2 separate regions of the Mus musculus genome follow, and region 2 is linked to region 1. A link is a contact called in public HiChIP or PLAC-seq data. All regions are on one chromosome and are shown on one strand. Each heading gives the region's core, a stretch centred on a gene start, on an enhancer-like site or on the middle of the called end of the contact. The rest is flanking DNA. Distances are from core to core; before and after follow the strand shown. Region 1 overlaps Rai14 (retinoic acid induced 14). Region 2 has its middle 36 kb from the start of Gm19276.

The links. HiChIP or PLAC-seq counts read pairs in DNA pulled down with a chosen protein or histone mark.
Region 2: an H3K27ac HiChIP or PLAC-seq map of embryonic fibroblasts shows a contact between it and region 1, with 5 times the contacts expected there. The contact joins two enhancer-like sites. A contact is called at or near these places in 5 of 484 Hi-C or Micro-C datasets (Sertoli cells, bone marrow-derived macrophages, muscle stem cells and 2 more), 6 of 115 datasets of contacts at active chromatin or transcription factors (embryonic fibroblasts, embryonic stem cells and vascular smooth muscle cells) and 1 of 9 other capture datasets (embryonic stem cells).

Annotation. Positions count from the first base shown.
Region 1 is chr15:10,639,133-10,642,412 of GRCm38.p6, reverse strand. The region is part of intron 2 of Rai14 (retinoic acid induced 14); the gene reads left to right. Among named protein-coding and RNA genes, the nearest start is that of Gm10389, 40 kb to the right of the region's middle. Within about 2 kb of position 1,477, at least 5 of the 459 cell types and tissues checked have an H3K27ac peak or open chromatin away from gene starts, as enhancers often do. A contact at or near this core is called in embryonic fibroblasts, where this site is marked.
Region 2 is chr15:10,863,006-10,866,342 of GRCm38.p6, reverse strand. No RefSeq gene overlaps it. Among named protein-coding and RNA genes, the nearest start is that of Gm19276, 36 kb to the right of the region's middle. Within about 2 kb of position 1,417, at least 31 of the 459 cell types and tissues checked have an H3K27ac peak or open chromatin away from gene starts, as enhancers often do. A contact at or near this core is called in embryonic fibroblasts, where this site is marked.

The DNA of each region.
Region 1 (3,280 bases), core at 228-2,727:
ACAGAGGAGCCAGTTGCTGCATAGTATGAGGGAGCTGTCAGGATGAACATATCAATATAATAACATTCAAATAGTTGCAGTGGGCAGGAGGGGAGACTATCTTAGGACACACTTGAGGATGGATTTCTTTCAATATTTTTAGAAGCAGTGTTCTATTAGGAGATCAGCGGACTGCTGAGTTTTTCACTCATCCACCATATAAGCATCTGCACATCTCTGCCATTGTCCCCTCGCTCAAGATACCTGAGATAAGATGGAAAAGCCACAATGCCCGTTCTTAAGGGACACAACTAGCTGAACACATAATGGCTTTCCGTAGAAGTCATTTTTATAGTAAGAGATAGTAAGTTCTATGTCCTAGAACATAGAGTTCCAAATTCCAAAAGTGTTATTATTTTAAGTTATTCCATTGCTTTTAATGGTCCAGTAAACCCACTGGTTTTAAAACAAGCCGTCAAGTGTTGGATGCCCCACACTTATATTAGAGAATGGTCAAAATCCATGGCCCAGGACCTACAGTAAAGCTCTGGCTTTGTTTGTTTAGACCTTTCTCCCTGTAGGCGGTTATTGTTTGTGGCCACTTATCAGCGAGAATCATAAAACGTACGGCAAGGATCTATGTGGGGCTTTGGAGGGGTCCAGCTTCGCACCTAAGAACTTCCATAGGTTTTCCTGAGTTCTCCACCTCTGCCAGCATCTCCAGCTTCACTTTCTCTGTTGCTCTCAGAACTGTGCTATTGGAGAGCTGGGCTTTCGTGGGCCTGCCTGGGAGGCCCTGTGTCCTCTCTGGGGCCTGGGGTGATAGTGATGTCAGAGGGCCATCTATACAGAGGCTCTTCTGAGGCCAGGGACAGATCAGATGGACGGATAGTGGCCCTCTTACCTGTTACCTGTGCTGCTAATCAGCATTGACCTCTGCCTTAGCGTCAGGCACAGGTAATTTCTTGGAACTAGATTTTTTTTTTCCTCCTGTGGATGGATATTGGAGTTTATTCTGGGCTGCTATTACTGGAGTATAGAAAGGCTACAGCAGATATGCCCTTTCTTAAGAACTATAAGTGTTTGGTTATAAGTAAGTCAGTAGTATCTTTCGTCTCACATCTATTAAAATATCCAGACTACTTAAAGTTAACCTCAGGATGTGGGGACACAGATGGGTATGAGATTGCTTGCCTAGTACGTAAAAGTCCCAGGTTCAGATCCCAGCACTACTAGAATAATAAGCAGATAATATCTGAGATCACTCACTATTGGGCATACACACACAAACACACACATATACACACACACATGCATACATATATACATATGAACATACATAGTATTTTGACTACTTAATTACTTAATGAATTCTAAGGCTTCTAGCCCCTGCTGCAGAATGTATAGAAAATTGGAATAGTGACCTAAAGCCTTGGAATGTTGTCTAGAATCCAAACATAGTTAGTTCTATTTTAGTAGGGTGATTCATTGCACAGTCGCTAAATAGGTCTATCCAGTGGCATTATGGAATCCATCCATCAATATGTCAAGTGTGTTGTTAGCAACTGTGTTTTACACTTTGGGAAATTGCAATGCACAAATGAATTTAGGGGCAGGATTTGAACCCAGCTAAGCACAGTGCTTGGCCCAGGGATTGAGCACAAGCATGGAACAGATCAGAGAGGTGCGTGGGTGCCACAGTGGACGCAGTCAGCCTCTGCTCAGGATGAGTGACCCATTGCTTCTGTGCTATTTGGTCTTCCAGGAAATCATCATCTGGCCTTACCATAGGGTTCTTCATATTGTCATAATTTCTGCTCCCAGTCAGACTTCCAGAGCTGCTTGAAAACCTCCTTTCCTCAATTCACAAGGTTTTCTATTCTCCTTTCCCCATGAGCTCTTGGGAACGTGTGTGTGTGTGTGTGTGTGTGTGTGTGTGTGTGTGTGTGTGTAACTCACCACTGATTCTGCTTGCTTTGGCTTCTCCTTCCCCAAGGTATCCCAAGCCCATACCTCTGCCTCTCTGACCCTCTCTGTATCTCAGAGGCAAACACACCCCTCTTAAACATCTATCACCTACGTGAGTCCACCTCCTCCCAGGCCATCTCGTCAGAAATCCTCGTGCTCCCCTTTGCTCTTCATCCCCCACCGACTGACTCCCTGCCTTAGTCTCTGCATCTGCGTCATCCCCTTTCATTGTAAAAGTCCTTTCTCTCTTTTCCTTTCTGTTGAGCTATCACTTTCTTCTCTTAAGAAAATCACCTGTACTGTGAATGGGGTGGCGTTATCCAAGTCCAGGAATCCTTCTGTGCCCTAGTTTCCTTATGGCTAAAATGAGCTGCGAATATTACTGGCCTCATAGAATTATTGTTCATATTATATCCTAAAGTAGTGAAGTTCCTAGCTTACCATTTTTTAGGTTTTTTAGGTGGGAAGTAATATTCTCTCTGTGTGTTCATAGAAACTTGACAGTTTCTGGGTGTGTTTCTGCCCTCAAATCCTGGGGGCTCCCTGAAAGACAAGATTATTTTATCCCATCTTTCTATTCCCAGGACTAAACATAATTGCTAACCTTAGATTTCATCTCTTCATGTCAGTATGAATGTAAATAAATGAGTAGTTGAGACCATTGAATTAGAAGGAACAAATTTCCTCTTTGAAAGGTAGAGTAGGTTTTCCTATTTCTAGACTTAGGTTAATCTCAATGCAATTACATGTTGCATGAGTTTATTTATTTGCAGCTCTTGGGGTCAAACCCAGGTGCTAAGCAAACATTGCACCTCCACCCTACAACCCCCAACGCATTTAAATGCTGCGTTTTAACCCTGATACGCTATGGTAGTGTAGCATGCTGGAGAATATAGGTATAATCGCTGCCTAAGACAGAAGACGGTAGAAAAGGGGCCCATTCACCGCAGCGAACAATGCAGAGGAAAGAAAAATGACTGCAACTGTGACTGACGGCTGCTACTGTGACAACGGCACCGACAGAACCCCTTAAGGAGAACCTTTATTCGGGTCATAGGTCAGGAATACAGTATACCATCCTAGGGTGGGCAGGAAGTCGGGAACTTGAAGCACTCATATCCATCATCAAGAGTGGAGAAAGAGTGAATCCGTGCCTATTTGTACTCTCCGCTTCTTTTCTCCATTTTTGCATAGTCCAGGACTCAAGCCCAGGGAGTGGCGCCTCCCCGAGCAATTATATGTTGAAGTCTGTTGGCAGAATGACGTGCCTGGTCTTGGAAGGAGGTGTTTATAATTATCTTATGTCCATAACATAGCAATCAGCATTTGGAAA
Region 2 (3,337 bases), core at 168-2,667, 220 kb before region 1:
CCACTGCCACACCCTGGTGGTACTGGAAGAGTCTAAGGATCTCAACTCGACTCAAACATCCACATTGTTGTGAGGCTACATTGTCAAGGGAAGAACATACATCGCTGAGCAGTTATCGCTTGAGCTGTGGTTTTTCATTCTCGAACTATACAATAAGCAGGCCTTTGTCTACCGTTGTGTTCCCCGTTCTGCACTTGACAGGAGCAGAGCTGGGGAAACCCAGGTTTCTCTGCCTGTGCTGTGTTTGCTGTTTTGCTGTGAGCAGGCTGCCTGTGAATGCATTTGTTGTTCTGGGTGAAGAGAAAACAAGTCCCATTCTCCTATCATGGATGTCATATCATGAGTATCGTATCATCAACATCATATCATCAATATCCTATCAGAGCATGCTCTCTTCATTCATCTTAGTAGCTCCAGTGCAGAAGGTTCTGGAGTGGTCAGGTACAATGGCAGTGTAGTAGCCTCCTGTCCGTGGCCTTGGCAGAGGTCTCCTGGGTCAGCTTCCGAGTTTGGAGGGCAGCCGTCCTAATGTAGAAGAGGTGGCTCCTTTGGTGGTCTAGTTCTCTAGTTCTTTCAGGGACATAGGAGAGTGTGCCTGAAAACTTGAGTCTGAATCTGCTTCTAAAAGCAGATAAACCCTAATCTAAATCCCTAATACAGAAAGCAGCTAGGCGAACTCCGTCAGTTCTATTATTGAGAAAGCAGCCCAGGCTGAGTCCTAGAGCCGTCTTGTTTGACTGAATTGACTGAATTTGTTTGAATTCACTTCTCCCTATGTTTTTCTCAGCTTCTGTCCTGTCCCTGGTTTCAGCCTCTTGGCTATGGACTGAGTTGTGTCCCCATTAAAATCCATATATAGAAACTGTAACTTACAATGAGACAATACTTAGAGATGAAACATTTGAAAGGTAATTAGATGAAGGTGAGGATGTCAAGTGACTGGGAGCCTCGAGATAAGATTGGTGCTCTTACAAGATGAGACAGGAAACTCCTCTCCACCCATGTCAGGATGTAAGGATGTTTACGAGGCAGGAAGGGACTGACACCCTGCCCTTCCTTGACTACAGGACTGTGAGAAAGGAATCTTGCTTGTCTAAGCCATCTCCATCTCTGCCCCTTGCTATAGCAGCGCAACCTGCCAAGGCATGTTCTGATCCTTCCATGGGAGCAACACCTCTGCTTCTGTCTGTCTGTCTGCTCGGCTTGGATGGACAGAGTTACCGACCATTGTCCCTGAGGCTCTCCTTGATGTCCTCAAAGCCCAGGGGCCAATCCCATCACAAACACAGCACAGGCTGAAACCTGAGTCTGCTCAGCATCTCCCCAAAATCTACTCTGGGAATGAAGAGCAGATCAGAGTGGGTTAATACCATGGTGTAGGCTTTGGAATGTGCCTTTGGGTGACTGTGTTGAGCCTGTGGAGAGGACAAAAAGGATAACTGAGATGGGCTGGCTTTGATAGCTTGGTACTAACTGGGCTTCAGGGATGACAGAATGCAAACAGAATACATGCCTTTGGCTTTTGAATTATTCTACAGTCTCTGAGAGTCTTCCAAGGCCTTGGATGAAACCTAGCAGTTTCACTCAGCTACAAGTTCCTGCAAGAAAGTTCCCAAGCTCCAGGAGGCTGGATTTGTCTCCTTTCTTCTCCCCGGGTTGGAATGATCCTGCATGGATTGCCTGCAATGCTCTTGAAGCCATTTCTGCCTCCTCTGGTTTCATGTCCCAGCTTATGAGCTCATAGGTTTTGAATGATTTCAGTATGAAGTCATCAGCAGAGTTCCAGTTTTGTGGTCAGACACTAAAGCCTCTGAATCTTCGAGTAGACTAGAAGTGAGCCCGCACAGCTGAGACCGAAACCCAAACCCAATGTTCTCTCCCAGGTGCTCTTGAATGGAGATGTTAATATGCTACAGTTCTCCTTGCTCTCTTTGAAAACACTAAGCCTTCCATGCAGCTGTGCCCTCCCTTGCCTTTCCACCTTGCCTCCCAGAGGACAGGAGGGTCTTTCAGGAGCCAGGGCTCAAAGCTTAGGAAGTACTAGACCTGTTGAGAGTCATGTGATCACACGTAGGAACTGAGGCAACAGAGAGAGATTGCCCAGTGCAGCAAGAAACAAAAAGCCCATAAACTGTATGAAGATCATAAAGTGGCGTGTGTTTGAAGTATGCATTAATAGAGTCAGTGCTCTGAAACCCAGCCAAAATGTGTAGGCCTGGAATTCTGGAATGTGTATTCACTGAACATTCCTGGTTTCCAAAGTCACACGCAACAACAAAAATCATATTGTCATATCACATATTCCTCTCTCTCTCTCTCTCTCTCTCTGCTCTGTGTGTGTGTGTGTGTGTGTGTGTGTGTGTCTGTCTGTCTGTCCATCCATGGCTTGTCTCTGAGCAAAGACAAGGCAGGAACTCATAAAATACAATATTTAGGATGAAAATTACTTCAGTTTATGTTGTGCATTTAAAAAAAGGTTGTATTTGACGATATATCAAAATCCGTGTAACTCCATCTAACCTGATTCAAACGTGGATTAGTAATTGAGTGTCCACTACGTCCCATTGTTGAGCTAACTTCTAAGGAATTTAATAGAATTATATTAAATCCTTTCTTTCAGGATTGAAACATGGAGTCTGTGAAACAATTGGCAACTGAAAAAAGTTGTTGGCACCATGAATTGTCATCAAATACTGCAGGTCCAGAGAAAATGCACAGAAGAGTGGCAGATAGCAGAGTAGATATGAAGCCATCCTCACTTGAACACAGTTTACAGCTTTGTGATCTAGTACCAAGAGCGGGTGTTTGGAAAACATTCATGAACATAAGTGTAAGAGGCACGTTATGACCTTCTGGGTAGAGTACAGTTGTTCCAGGACCTGGAAAGCCCAGAGAGGAGTCTGAAAAGCAGGGTAGGGGTGGGGAAGACTAGAGAAGAGGTCGACCAGCTAGCCAGACAAGCAAAAGGCCGGTTCCTGTTCTTGCTTTCGTATCCTTTGTTTTCTCCTCTGTACCCATTCCCACAACTCCCAAGACACAATTTCACTACGAAACCCAGGCTGGCTATAAACTCACAGCCCTGACTCAGCTTCCCAAATGCTGGAATTACAGGCATATGTCACCTAACCCAACTTATATCTCTGTTTTCTCACTGTGTGGGGGAGACATAGTCAGAACGAAGCTAAGAGGGGAAAGGGGGAAACATTGACAGCGAGAGGTGAACAGTGTGAGGCACTGAGCAGATGGGAACTCAACATAAAGTAGCTCCTTGAGAGTGTCCTTATTATACTTCAGGAAGTCCAATGTTAAACATAGTCTCACCACCATTTTCCTTTAA